2 separate regions of the Salmo salar genome follow, and region 1 is linked to region 2. Evidence: chromatin contacts called from public Hi-C data. All regions are on one chromosome and are shown on one strand. The core of a region is the stretch at or near the end of the contact, and the rest is flanking DNA. Distances in the headings are between cores, read along the strand shown. Region 1 overlaps LOC106587342 (disintegrin and metalloproteinase domain-containing protein 10). Region 2 holds the start of LOC106587342 (disintegrin and metalloproteinase domain-containing protein 10).

What was found. Hi-C and Micro-C count contacts between places; a contact is called where the count stands out from the background.
Region 1: a contact with region 2 is called in a Hi-C map of gill, with 4 times the contacts expected there. The contact joins the enhancer-like site here to the promoter of LOC106587342 in region 2. A contact is called at or near these places in 3 of 3 Hi-C or Micro-C datasets (blood, gill and muscle).

Annotation. Positions count from the first base shown.
Region 1 is chrssa26:20,703,720-20,711,122 of Ssal_v3.1, reverse strand. The region is part of intron 2 of LOC106587342 (disintegrin and metalloproteinase domain-containing protein 10); the gene reads right to left. It also overlaps the pseudogene LOC123730770. Among protein-coding and RNA genes, the nearest start is that of LOC106587342, 35 kb to the right of the region's middle. Within about 2 kb of position 3,177, at least 4 of the 13 cell types and tissues checked have an H3K27ac peak or open chromatin away from gene starts, as enhancers often do. A contact at or near this core is called in gill, where this site is marked.
Region 2 is chrssa26:20,669,532-20,676,636 of Ssal_v3.1, reverse strand. It overlaps LOC106587342 (disintegrin and metalloproteinase domain-containing protein 10), which reads right to left and starts at 4,195. Exons shown (of 16, transcript XM_014175660.2): 1 at 3,996-4,195. The coding sequence starts at 4,059.

The DNA of each region.
Region 1 (7,403 bases), core at 1,928-4,427, 36 kb before region 2:
CAAACACCAAGCACAGTCCCACCAGTCCCACCTGTACTGAGGCGTTTAGGACTGGAAGGCTTTCTTCCCCAGGGCTTTCATTACCACAGGGGGCACAGCCATAGCTGGCACAGTCATGCCAATCGTGGACTCCACCACCTGGATGATGCCTGACTTGGCAGCGGTGACTGACTCTCCTAACCAGTTCCCATTGGTCACTGGGATGCCGCATTTCAGCTCCCTCTGCCTCATGAAGAGGATGTTGATACAGTTGACAGCCGCTACAGCAAAGAAGGGGCCGAACCGTCTCATGACAACTGGAAGGTGTTTGGCTAGTCCCAGGGCTGTGACTACAGCTCCTGTGCTTGTACTGATGTATGCAGCAGCCAGCTGATTATTAATAGGCACTATAACAAATCAATATGGCCTCATCATTTGAGCCATTTCCTCATAACTAGACAGACCTTTTTGCCAGGCATCGACCCCGGTTCTTTCACAAGGATGAACACGGCAAGCTGGAGAAAATATCTTTAGTATTACTGTAGAGGGTTTTACAGGGAAGCCTTACCTGAACAGCAGTAAGAATTGAAACTACTATGATGATAGTTGTCAGTGCAATGTTGATGACTCAGTTCACACAATAAAACATGGTGCGAAATGTTATAAAAAAAAATGTTTTTAAAGTGAACATCTCTACATAGTGCAGGATAGTAGCATGAGCTCCAAACCCACCACCACCGTCTCCCTCCACACCATCGTTCCCATGACTCCCAGGTCTCATGGATCACTGGCCTTTAGACAAATTGCACTGATAAAGAGCAGATGCAATTACACTGTTCAGATTTATCCGTTTGAACTTGGTGTCATCGATGGAGCAGAGGCAGGGGCATGTCATCCTTCAACAGCGTCAGTGGGGTGGGATCAGACACCCATAAACCCTAGCTGTGTGATCAAACCAGGGATAAGTGCTGGGCCGCTGGGTACCAGAGACCCAAACCAACACACGGCCAGCCTGCCTGCTCTCAGCTGCTGCCATCTGGGATAACCTCAGACTGCAACTCCATAAGAGGGAGGCTCTCAGACTGCTGCAACTCTAATCCAATGTAGCAGTGACAATCCTCCAGGATTTCAGGAGACTGTCAGAGGTCTCACTGGGCCCATGGCTGTCTGCACACTGCAGCCTCCCAGGGATGAGTGAGTGAGTGAGTGAGTGAGTGAGTGAGTGAGTGAGTGAGTGAGTGAGTGAGTGAGTGAGTGAGTGAGATATTCAATTGACCCATGATAATAATCTCTCCAGCCCAGTGAAAGTGAGGATCTGAGTTGTGAAAGCTGGTCTTGGTGAAACACGGTGGAGTTTTCTGAACATTTCCCCTCAATGTTCAGCAGAGCTAGTTTTACAGGTAGTCAAAAGGCACTACAAAGCCTGTCTTGTAGAAACATCAGTAACAACTGTCAACAACAGATGGATGTCATCTAAGTTCAGAACATTTTTGCATGTAGAGCAACACCGGATAATGAAAGCGCTTATTTACAAAGGCTTGCCAAATTTGTGCTTTTTCAAACTCTCAAAAGTATAGGCTTACAATTTTGTTGATTAAAGAATAAAAACATTAGCTTGTGATTTATCCTCTTAAAAATAATATTGCTTACATTTACAAACAGCAGGGCTTGACTAACTTTTTAAGCCACGTGTCCGTCGGACAAGTAGGGCATATTTTGTACTTGTCCGAAAGTTTGAGAAGAATAAAAAAAAATATGGTCTAACACAATTTTTACAAGGAACCAATTTACAAAAAATACATCATATAGAATCTGACATACACATACATACATACATACATACATATATATACATACACATACATACACTGATCCAATTCTGCTCTGAGTAATTGTTTGATATTGTGATGTGTGTGTTTTTACTTGTCAAGCGTTAAAATGAGTCTGTTTAGGGCTTAACGTTAAGTGTTTGACTTTGTGTTAATGTCTTTATGTTTAAGAGCCACTTTGAGTCTTCCCATCAAATTGTTATCATACCAACACAGAACTTCACTGACTAAATGGTCACAGGGGGTTTCGACCTAGAAACTAAACATCTAGAAAATAAATAAATAAAACGACTGAAAACAGAATAACAGATCTTCCTTTCTGCTGCTGGTTCTCAGGAAAGCTTCTGAACAATTTCCTGATTAGTTATGAAGTAAACAAGGCGCTGGGAGACGGTGTGGGCTGAGAGGAGCAGTACTGAGTACCACTAGCTGTGCACTGGAGGTCCACCTGAGAGAGATAAATGCTTGTTCTTGATCAAGCACCAAGCTCTCCTCACAACAGTCTGACCTCGCAGAGGGCTCATGGGAGCCATAGAGCATTGTGGGTAGCTGTGGCTGGGGCCGGCGTAGCGCTGCGTTCCATCTCTGCCACGCTCTGTCTAGGTTGCTCTGACATCATTAGTGCTCCATGAAACATTCATCCAAGGGCAGAGAAACCGGTTTTTCAACAGCCAAGGCTATGAAAAACACAAACGGTACACGCACAAACAGTACACATACACACACCGGCGTCCATGCTTAAACAAACAGGGCTGTGTTTCACAGTGGTCGAGGAGGTTTCTATAACCAATAGAGGTGCAGTTAGACTAAGGGTAGCAGCTGACTGATAAATGATTCAGTGCCTGACTGAGCATCTGACAGTCATACAGCTGGCCTCTCTGTATTCAGCACAGCCTCAAGCCCACAATCAGACCGCCAGTCAGTGGGACTGACTTTCACACTCCCTTATCTCCTGTCCAAACCCCTGAGACAGACTGGGGAACTGGATAAAGGAAAGGACTCCAAACTAACCAGGCATGAGATAATGCATTATCACACAGACAGGTATAGGCCCGAAGACAAACACACAAATGAGAACCCACACCTACAAAACACTACAGGGCTATATACGCAGCAGCAGAATCATCCATCCTTCTGGCCAATCCAGTCATGGCAGGCAGTTCACTGCAAGGCCAAACTCACCTTAGAGAGATTACAGTGGCAGGGTTCATGTTAGTTGACCTGTGGCATGCAGCTTAACATGTTAACCCCAGTCTGGGGTAGATAGATGAGCAGGACAATCATGCTGAACACACGCGCACTCTCACACAAACAAACGGGCACCCTAGCTGAATGGTGGCCTGGAATAATTCATGTAGGGGGTTCCCCTCTGAACTAGACCACTGGTGTGTTGACTGTTTGGGAGGTGACGTGAAGGTGTAGGCCTCTCTCTGAACCATGCTGTCCTGTCCCCTTACTAAAAGGAATGCTCTACTGTAGTGGTTGTTTGCTTCAGTTAGCTAGGAACCTTTATTTGATCCCATTTGTCCTAGTGAGGTGAAATCTCTTGTAAGAGAGATGCCGGTGCCCACTAATTCGCTTAGTCTCTCCCCTGGCACTGAACCCTTGGTGTATACTGTACTGTACCCTGGCATGTGATCCTACACTGTACAAAGCCTCAGGATTGCCATATCGGGTACCTTGATCTAGCTGCTCATAGTGTTAGAGTGGGAGGAGGGGAGTGGTAGTGATGTGAGTGTGGGCATACAAAACGGCTTTTCTGTGAAGAGCCTCATAATCACACACACCTGCCTTGGCTGTGACGGAGGCGGAGTAAGACCGCATGCTCAACACAATGCAAAGGTCACACAGGGAGGAGGAAACAGTCAACAGTTCAGTCTTCACTTACAGAAGTCAATATCAGCTGGGCAGTCTGATTCTTAACCCTTCTACCACAAGTCTGCACTCGTTCACACTGGATGTGAAAAGAAACAGACTGGTATAAGTCAATTTAAGTAGATTTGGTAGAAACTCCCTCCAGCTCATCCTAGATAGAGAAAATTTGGGGGTGGGGTACGGAGGCTGAATGCCGCCCTTGGTGTGCTAGCTCAGACGTTACTCTCTAATCACATGTTCTCAGTCATAAGGGCGGTGCTCAATGGCTGGAACGGAGATCTGAAAATACCTCAGAACTATCCAATCCAAACATTCAATCATTCCACTAGTATTACTGGAATGCCGGTAATTCAGGGAAATGTTAGATGGACTGCCCAAAAAGGCTGAATGAATAAAGACTTGTACTGTTGTGCACCATCCTCTCAATCGTTTTCCTTCACAACAGACACTCACCTGGCTTGTTAAACCACTTGATGCATCACACTACACTCCAGGATGAGACAGAAAACTGGTGAAGACATCCCAGCAGAGAGCAAAGGGCTTGCAGAAAAGACATGTCTGAGGAAAACCTTCACATGAAGTTAACGTTAGCTGTGACTGCCTCCCACACAAGCAGCTCCTGCTGTTTCCATAAGGCCAATAATGTCATGATGCAGAGTGGAAGCAGTACAGTAGGGGGTATCCTGATCAGTCCCCCACACAAAACCTTCAGAAGACAGTGGTGAAGAAAAGAGGAGGGAATGTGTTGAAAAATGACAGGGCTACTGGGATAGATTATTTTTAGGTCTCACAACACCCTTTCACACAGCAGGCCACGGAGAAGTAGAGAAGTAGAGAGAGAGAGAGAGAGAGAGAGAGAATGAGACAGAGGGTGAAATACCTTTTCTAATAGCTGTGACAGTGACGCAACCACACTGGGATCACACACAATGAGAAAGAATGTGCGTGTGTGCACGTATATGGATGTACGTTTGCATGTAGGTATGCAAGTAGAGTGTGCATGTGTCCCAGTTTGAATGTGTTGGTTGGTGATAAGCTCGTCCGAGGCACAGCGAAGGGTGGGAGGTGTACAAGACGAGCCGGCTCCAGAAAAGCTGCATGTTCCCCTTTATGTCCAGAGGCACTGAGTAATTATGAGCTCTGCTCTACACAGAGAGGAGCCAGTGTTTTGTGACTGCTAACTGACATACTAGCCCATTCCACCCATCTGGTGTAGCTACTGGAAGACAATGTGAACACCTGCAGGGCTATCTCTAGAACAAGAAGTGAATGAAACGGTCCTCTGAAACAGACTGAACCAGGAAGTGACCGCTGCAGCCTGTTATCTCATCATCCCTGGGAGAGCACAAACCTGCTAGCTGGAAATACAGATAGCAGAAACGCTAAGCTGTGTTATCACTAGAGGTCGACCGATTAAATATAAATATATTTGTAATAATGACAATTACAACAATACTGAATGAACACTTATTTTAACTTAATATAATACAGAAATAAAATCTATTTAATCTCAAATAAATAATGAAACATGCTCAATTTGGTTTCAATAATGCAAAAACAGTGTTGGAGAAGAAAGTAAAAGTGCAATATGTGCCATGTAAAAAAGCTAACGTTTCAGTTCCTTGCTCAGAACATCAGAACATATGAAAGCTGGTGGTTCCTTTTAACATGAGTCTTCAATATTCCCAGGTAAGAAGTTTAAGGTTGTAGTTATTATAGGAATTATGATGCGTCGACTATTTCTCTCTATACCATTTGTATTTCATATACCTTTGACTATTGGATGTTCTAATAGGCACTTTAGTATTGCCAGCCTAATCTCAGGAGTTGATAAACAGTGCTGGGCTTCAAGCATTGCTAAGAGCTGCTGGCAAACGCAGTAAAGTTTGAATGAATGCTTACGAGCCTGCTGCTGCCTACCACCACTCAGTCAGACTTCTCTATCAAATCATAGACGTAATTATAATAAAACACAGAAATACGAGCCTTTGGTCATTAATATAGTAAAATCCGGAAACTTGTTTCAAAAACAAAAGGTTTATTCTTTCAGTTAAATACGGAACCGTTTCGTATTTTATCGAACGGGTGGCAACCCTAAGTCTAAATATTGCTGTTACATTGCACAACCTTCAATGTTATGTCATAATTATGTGAAATTCTGGAAAATTAATTACGGTCTTCACACAGTTCACAACGAGCCAGGCGGCTCAAACTGTTGCATATACCCTGACTCTGTTTGCACTGAACGCAAGAGAAGTATTGCCTGCTAACATGACTAAATATGCAGGTTTTAAAAATATATACTTCTGTGTATTGATTTTAAGAAAGCCATTGATGTTTATGGTTAGGTACATTGGTAAAACGATTGTGCTTTTGTTAAATCATCACCCGTTTGGCGAAGTAGGTTGTGATTCGATGATAAATTAACAGGCACCGCGTTAATTATATGCAACGCAGGACAAGCTAGTTAACCTAGTAATATCAATCATGTGTAGTTAACTAGTGATTATGTGAAGATTGATTGTTTTTTACAAGATAAGTTTAATGCTAGCTAGCAACTTAGCATGGCTCGTTGCAGCCACAAGGTCCTTTAGACGCTGCACTCACGTAACAGGTGGTCAGCCTGCCACGCAGTTTCCTCGTGAAATGCAATGTAATCGGCCATAGTCGGCATCCAAAAATGCTGATTACCGATTGTTATGAAAACTTTAAAAATCGGCCATGCCGATTAAAATCGGTCGACCTCTAGTGATCACCCCAAGTAAATGTTTCCAAAACATAAAATGGTGCCATTATGAAAGAGAAACTAGGGTCTACTTGAACAGAATAGGACTGATGTGATTTAAGCCGGGGGATGGGTTAAAACTGACATGAATATCATAATTTGACAGGAAAGTGACATGCACATGATGTTGTACATACCTTCTAAAGAAACATGGTAGCCTATGTGACAAGAGTCCTCTGCCCAGTAGCTTTGGGATTAGAAGGTAGGTAACACTATAGCAGAGATAGTTTCTGTGAACAACTCTTTAACAGATAGGTCTAGCTGTATTGCAGCTCCCAAAATAACTACTCTACAGTCTGCTCTGCCTGCCTCCGCCTGAGGTGCTGCTGGTGTCTGTTACACAAGAGGACGATACCCCCTTCCCTTCACTGGGAGTGAATCCACACAAAGGTCAGGACTCAGTACCGCTCCCGTGACAAAGGAGGGAGGACAGAGCTGGCAGAATAAATACACAGTCCTGTACTGACGGTTTGTGAACTGTCAGAGGAGGACAGAGAGGATTTTGCCCTGTTGGGAGGGTGAGGGTCAACTTAGTTAAGAGACAGGTGGTAACATGGACTGCCAGTCCCAAAATCAGTAAGACTATCTACCATCTGAAATAGAAACAGCAGATTATGTGGGGGGGGGGGGAGAGCAAGAGCGAGCTCCTGGCTATCATTCCCCAAACAAAGCATTTTGGATTAACCAAAAACCAGACAGCAGCCCTTCTCTGAGATGTATGCACATCTTTTCCATCTCTTCATATTAACCTCTAGGTTTGTGTTTTGAGAAGATGTGATTTGGAAAAACTCCTTGGTGATCATATCAGTTAAGGTCAGAGATAGCTGGAGACTACAATCGGCATGATTTATTAACCCAATAACCATCAACTCATCCCACATACAGACAGGCACAGAGTCAGCCTAGGACAGAATACTAAACGTTTGGTAGGAATA
Region 2 (7,105 bases), core at 2,946-5,445:
ATACTTGTGGATAGAAAACACCCTAAAGTTTCTAAAACTGTTTGAATGGTGTCTGTGAGTATAACAGAACTCATATGGCAGTCAAAACCCCGAGACAGATGGAAACAGGAAGTGGAATTCTGAATTGCGAACTCAACTTCATCACGTTGCCTATTAATCACACCGTGAGCTATGGTTCATTGAGCGCTTCCTATTGCTTCCACTAGATGTCCCCAGTCTTCACAAATTGGTTTGAGCCTTCTACTGTTAAAACTGAATGAATGAGACGCTGTGGAACGTAGTCACACGGAGAGGGCCATCACCATTATGACGCCGGCACCCCTGGTTACCCTCCCCTTTCGAAACGTTTTGAAACACAATACAATCGTCCCCCTCGAATCTTATTGGCTCTCTTGTTGAAAAACGCCCTGAAGATTTATGTTATACAACGTTTGACATGTTTGAACGAACCTAAATGGGGAAAAAAATGCATTTTCTCGAAATGGCTGTCCCGTGGCCGACGGAAGTTTTGGAGCAGCCTTCAGACGCGCTAACAAGAACAAGCTCTTGGAACATAAAGGAGTCATTTTTTCGAACGAAAATACATTTGTTGTGGACCTGGGATTCCTGGAAGTGCTTTCTGATGAAGACAACCAAAGGTAAGGGATTATTGACAATAGTATACAAGACTAGATGTGATATGCGATTGTTCCAAGATGGCTAGCCTATTGCTAGCCTATTGTTCTGAGTATCGCATCCCCTTTTATCGCAAAGTGTGATTACCCAGTAAAGTTATTTTTAAATCTGGCATTACAGGTGCTTTCAAGAGATATTCATCTATAAATCTTAGAATGACAATATTACATTTAAAAAATGTTTTCGAATAGTAATTTAGTAAATTGTAGCTCTGTTTCATCGGATGCATTTGAGGGAAAATAGTTAGTCAACGTTACGCACCGATGTAAAATGCTGTTTTTATATATAAATATGAACTTTATCGAACAAAAGAATGCATGTATTGTGTAACATGATGTCCTAGGTGTGTCATCTGATGAAGATTGTCAAAAGGTTAGTGCTGCATTTAGCTGTTTTTTGGTTATTTGTGACACCTCTTCTTGCTTATTGCTTATTTGTGATGCATGTGGTTGGTCGAAAAATGGCCATGTGGCTACTTTTACGATATACTCCTCTAACATAATCTAATGTTTTGCTTTTGCTGTAAAGCCTTTTTGAAATCTGACAACGTGGTTCGATTCAGGAGAGGTGTATCTATAAAACGATATAATTTGAAAAACATTTTTTTTAAATTAATAAAATTTTGTTATGCTAATAGGGATATGATTTTTCGCGGGATGTCCATCCCGCATACGGGACGGAGGCCGCACAGGGGTTAATATTTTATCAACGTTTATGATGAGTATTTCTATAAATTGATGTGCTCATTCACCGTAAGTTTTGGGAGGCAAAACATTTCTGAACATTACACGCCAAAGTAAAATGGGGTTTTTGGATATAAATATGAACTTTATGGAGCAAAACATACATGTATTGTGTAACATGAAGTCCTATGAGTGCCGTCTGATGAAGATTATCAAAGGTTAGTGATTAATTTTAGCTGTATTTCTGGTTTTTGTGACACCTCTTCTTGCTTGGAAAATGGCTGTGTGGTTTTTCTTGTCAAGGTGATGTCCTAACAATCTAATGCTATGCTTTCGCCATAAAGCCTTTTTGAAATCGGACAATGTGGTTGGATTAATGAGAAGATTATCTTTAAAATGGTGTAAAATACTTGTATGTGTGAGAAATTTGAATTATGAGATTTTTGTTGTTTTGAATTTGGCGCCCTGCTATTTCACTGGCTGTTGAATAGTGTGTCCCGCAGGTGGGACGGTCACGTCCCACATTCCCAAGAGAGGTTAAAGACACACCAGGGAACATGTGCCTCACACAGAGCTCTGCTGCTACTCTGTTTAGTTCTGCCATTAGTCTGACAGCCCTGACATCAAAATTACTATCTGACCCCCAACATAACATCAGGTGAACCAATTTGATGCTGAAGGCATTGTTTAAAGTATTATTCTTTACACCCTTCAAGTGAACCGTGATCAGACATGGTAGGGTAGGTAAAATCAATATGGCGTAACATTGAGTTGCTTCACGAATCAAACCACATGAGAAGAGTCATCCCCATAAGGACAGTTGAAGACAGGGAGGAACAATGTACTTTTACAGTATTAGAATTTGAGCATATGTCCCAGTCCTTTGTATGGATTGGAGTCATTACTGTACTAAAAGACAAATAGAAAAACGAAAGGCTCAAACTTGGCCATCATGAATAACATAACTAAGTCAACAAAACACCCATCATTAATGCATATGAGTGGGAATATTAGCTCACCGAGGAGAGCCATGAAACATGGTTCATTCTACTTTATCAGCTAATGAGAGTTTCTCAAGTGGAATCAACAAACAAAATAATTAATTAGGATGATTATTGATGCACTAGTAATTTCAAAATGGGGATTTGACAACACAATAACAATTTATGAGGAGCAAATGAAATCCAAGTCATGATCATTTAATTTAACCAGACCTAGCCGTCTCTGAAACAACACTTAATCTGCAGTGGAATGTTTCTGTTTCCATCGTTGAACAAACAGGACACCAGTCAGGAATTGCAGGGGAGCTCAATGCTCAGGGGGCACAGGGGAACACAAGGCCCACAGCAGCTTCAGGCAGATCAATTACTCACTTTGTGTTCACACACACACGAAAAAAACAGACCGTCAGAGCAGGTAAAAAACAGACCCGGCATATGTCTTTTATCCCATAGCAAACAGGAGAGGGAAATTAAAAATGCATGCGATGTCAGACAGATGAGGTGTATAGTCAGATGGAGTGGGACCTTAACAGGGCGAAGAATAATGATGAAGTCAAACGTTTGATGCCATGTTTATGAAAAAGCCTACATGGGTCAGTAAAAGTCTCTTCTAATGCACGCTACTACATCACAGGGGACATCCTGTCCATATGTGTCATGTTTTCAGGAGCTCTGAGTGCTGAATGAATTCAAATCAGATTAGAATGATGAAAATACAGATCACTAACTACATATAGCCTACCATATAAATCAAGTCATGTTTGCATCAGAGCCATAGAGATCTAGCTAGGCTGTGTACATATAAAATACAAAAAGAAAAAAGTCAGTGAGTGGGCATATCATGAGAATGACAGTTGTAATTTACAGTGTCACAATGTGTGAATAGCCTTTTCCTTTCTGTCGAAATAGCTAGAACATTCTGTACATTAGCATGTAATCACTTTGACAGCAAACATCTACACAAATCAACTTGCTACTAGACCTGGGGGTTCCCAAACGTTTACTGCACAAGACCCTAAATTGACACTAGAATATACAGAGGACCCCATTTGGAAAAAGTATACCCCCTAACGTTAGTTAATGCCATGTGTTCATATTTACTCAATTTTAGGTCCTGCCGGATGTCCAGAACTATGAAAGCACATTCGAATAGCGTAAAAGGTCTTAGTCGACACTAACAAGTTGTATTCTAAACCCAATTGAAGAGAAAAAAAAGTTTTAATTTGTTTGTTAAGATCACCTTCTCAGGGGAACCCATTTCACGTTTGGGAACTACTGTACTCGACTCTCTGAACTAACAGTGCGTGACTGACACTGCAGTGATGAGGACTAGTATGTTGATAATATATAACTTTTAGTAAACATCAGATTCTAGATAGTTGAGAATGTCTTAAGAAAAATATCCACCACAGTTACATTCTTATTTTACTCCGGTGGACCTTTCTTAGGCTCTCTCGATATAGTCCTAGCGGAACCATAAATGTAAAAAAAAAAAACAGGAGCTGGACCCCTCCCAGCTAGGTAACGTTAACGCTGCTAGCCTAGCTCGCTTGCTACCATTTCCTGAATCCGATTAGCGAGCTAGCTAGCGATTAAACACTTTTCTTGCTGTATGAATCAGAATGCCCAAACGTACCTTTAATGGTCCATATGCAATTAAACAGCAAGAGTTGTATCAAGACCATATCGATTAAATTCATTGTTAGAACATTGACACGGCGAACGCTTTACTGTTTCGATTTGCACTTCTTAAAGGCGAAGTCCGCGCTCTGTTTATGGCAGTACCTTCACAACCGCCTTTCACCGCTTGTCTAACGGCCTGACGTCAGGCGCGCAGTCAGCGTTCTAGTCCCTCCTACCTCACTAGCGCAACAAAACCTGTTTTATTTTATTTGATAGGGCCGCTTATTTGTTGAAAACAACAATTCAAGTGCAATAAATTCAACAGCGACAAACCAAGCCACTTTTCAATATCAAGTTAGCCTACAAATTAATATTTGTTATGTATTAGGATCCCATTAGACAACGCCAATGGCGACAGCTAGTCTTACTGGGGTCCGACATATAACGAAAAAGACATTACAGACAAAATACTTGACAATTTGCATACATTTAAAAACATTAACATGTTTTGTGTGTGTGCATCTATCAGTTGCACATACATGTTAGTACATTCAAACAACAAGTAGGTCACATGGGGGAGAGGCGTTGTGCTGTGAGGTGTAGCTTTATTTGTTTTTTGATACCAGGTTTGCCGTTCACTTGCGCTGTATAAGATGGAAGGGAATTCCATGCACTCATGGCTTTGTATAATACAATATCATGTATTGACAATAATGCATTTGTCTTGGACAGAGTTTTAAAAATATCCCTGTACCCTGATTTAATGGAATATGATTTCAGTATTGAATACAGTACATCACTACAATAGATTCCACCGTGAAATGTCAATGCCTATATGAATTGGGGGGAAACATTTTTAAAAATTCAAGGAACAATCGATATAGAGGTGTGTGGCCCCACATGCATTTGCACTGCTCAGAGACAGCTATTTGTGTTGAATTCATTGTGAATTTGTTGAATGTTGTCTCTGCACTGATCGTCTTTGTTGAGATTCCCTAAAAACGCCACTTCCATACAGCTACAACCAGAGGTGACTGTTTTGTAACAGGTTAGGAGAACTTACACAGCAGGTTAGGATAAGGTTAGAATAATTAGGTTAAGGTTAAGGTTAGGAAAGGGTTAGGGTTAGCGAAAACGCACTCTTTGTAACTATTGACTAGAAAAAATGCCTATCTCTTATTTCCCGTTAGACATACTGTACATCAGACATACAGCGTTGTTCTTTTCACTGTGTAGCTTCTGCCACTGTGTGGCTAAAAAAAGCCACTACCCTGACTGAACTGGAAATCTCATAACAACTTGTCAGTCTGCTGCAGCTACCAGTTGAGATATTGTGTGACTAACACAATTCAGTTATTTACTAAAAACTCCTGCATTGGGCCAATCGGTATAATCTTGTAAATGCCAGATCTTTATGGCAAAACGCATCGTTAATCCAAGTTTTGTCAAAATAGGGACATTGCTGTCTGAGATATAGCGTTTGACGAGCCTAGGAATTTACAGATGGAGACAGATCCACAGTCCCTTCCCCAATTTCATCGTGGGGGACAATAAAATACACCATAATGGAGTTATATACAGGGAGTACCAGTACCAGATTAATATGCAGAAGTATGAGGTACAGTAAACATGTAATCCCCCACGAATAATGCAGCACCCCCCTTGGGCCAATCAATGTAATATTGTAAATGACGGATCTACATGGCAAGACGCATCATTCGCCCAAGTTTCATACAAATCGGGCCAGTGGTATCTGAGATGTTGCGTGTGACTAACGTACGTACAGTTCATTACTATAGCGCCCCTCTTGGGCCAATCAGTGTAATTTTGTAAGTGCTGGATCTCTATGGCAAGACGCATCATTCACCCAAGTTTCGTCAAAATCTGGTGTCTGAGATATAATGTGGGTTAGCTAGACTCACATCCCTGAGCATGTGTGCCACATTTCAACGCTCTGAGTCAAACAGATCAACAGATAAACATGTGCCGTTAGCACCACTGTTTAGTCGATATGAATGTTCTTGTAGTGATGGGCATTCCTGGCTCTTTTCAGTGAGCCGGCTCGTTCGGCTCAGCTCACCAAAAACGAGCCGGCTCTTTTGTCCGGCTCTTTTGGCTTTAAAGAGCCGGCTCTTTAAAAAATATATGTTTTGTATTTTTTCAAGTCAAATAGTTTGCGATAGTTTGACTATGATTGGTGTTAAAACAATTCTAATTAAATTATTAAATGAAATCATACTCTACCTTAACCACAATATATTTAAAAATGCATTGGTTTGTTATGAAATATAATGCTATTAAACATTTGCATTTAAAGTATAACTTTTCAATGTATATAAACAAAGTGCATATAAATCTAACCATTCAAAACGAATACAATCTGGACAGCATAATAGAATATTGCACAACATCAAAGAAAAATAAATAACAATTTGCAAAACTGCAGCATCCCACAAATTGAAATAAATGTAAAAAAGAAGTATGCTATTACACATGTGCATTTAAAGTGTAACTTTTTTAATGTATATAAACAAAATGCATATAAATGTAACAATTCAAAACGAATACAATCTGAACAACATAATAATAGAATATTGCACCATATCAAAGAAAAATAAATAACAATGTGCAAAACTGCAGCATCCCACTTAAAACATTAAACGGGTCCCTCTTTTCTCTCTTCTTTATTGCCATGTTATAACCAGCAGCACACAGCAATGCTGACCATATTTTGCTTTTATGAGAGATTTGCATTCAGAAAGGAGGGAACGGATGTGGCCGCTATGCAGTCTCCCTGTCGTGACTTTAGTAAGCCGTGGGTAGACAGAGGCCTTGTTTTTCCACCAGCTCAGAGGATCTGCAGGGGCTCCTCCAAATAGGATCGGACTTCCATTATGGCATTCCTTTGGCCGCCTTTCCTTCCAGTTCTCTGCTGCCAATGACTGGAACGAATTGCAAAAATCACTGAAGCTGGAGTCTTATATCTCCTTCTCTAACTTTATGCATCAGCTGTCAGAGCAGCTTACCTATCACTCTACCTGTACACAGCCAGTCTGTAAATAGTACAACCAACTACCTCATCCCCATATTGTTACTTATCCTCTTGCTCTTTTGCACCCCAGT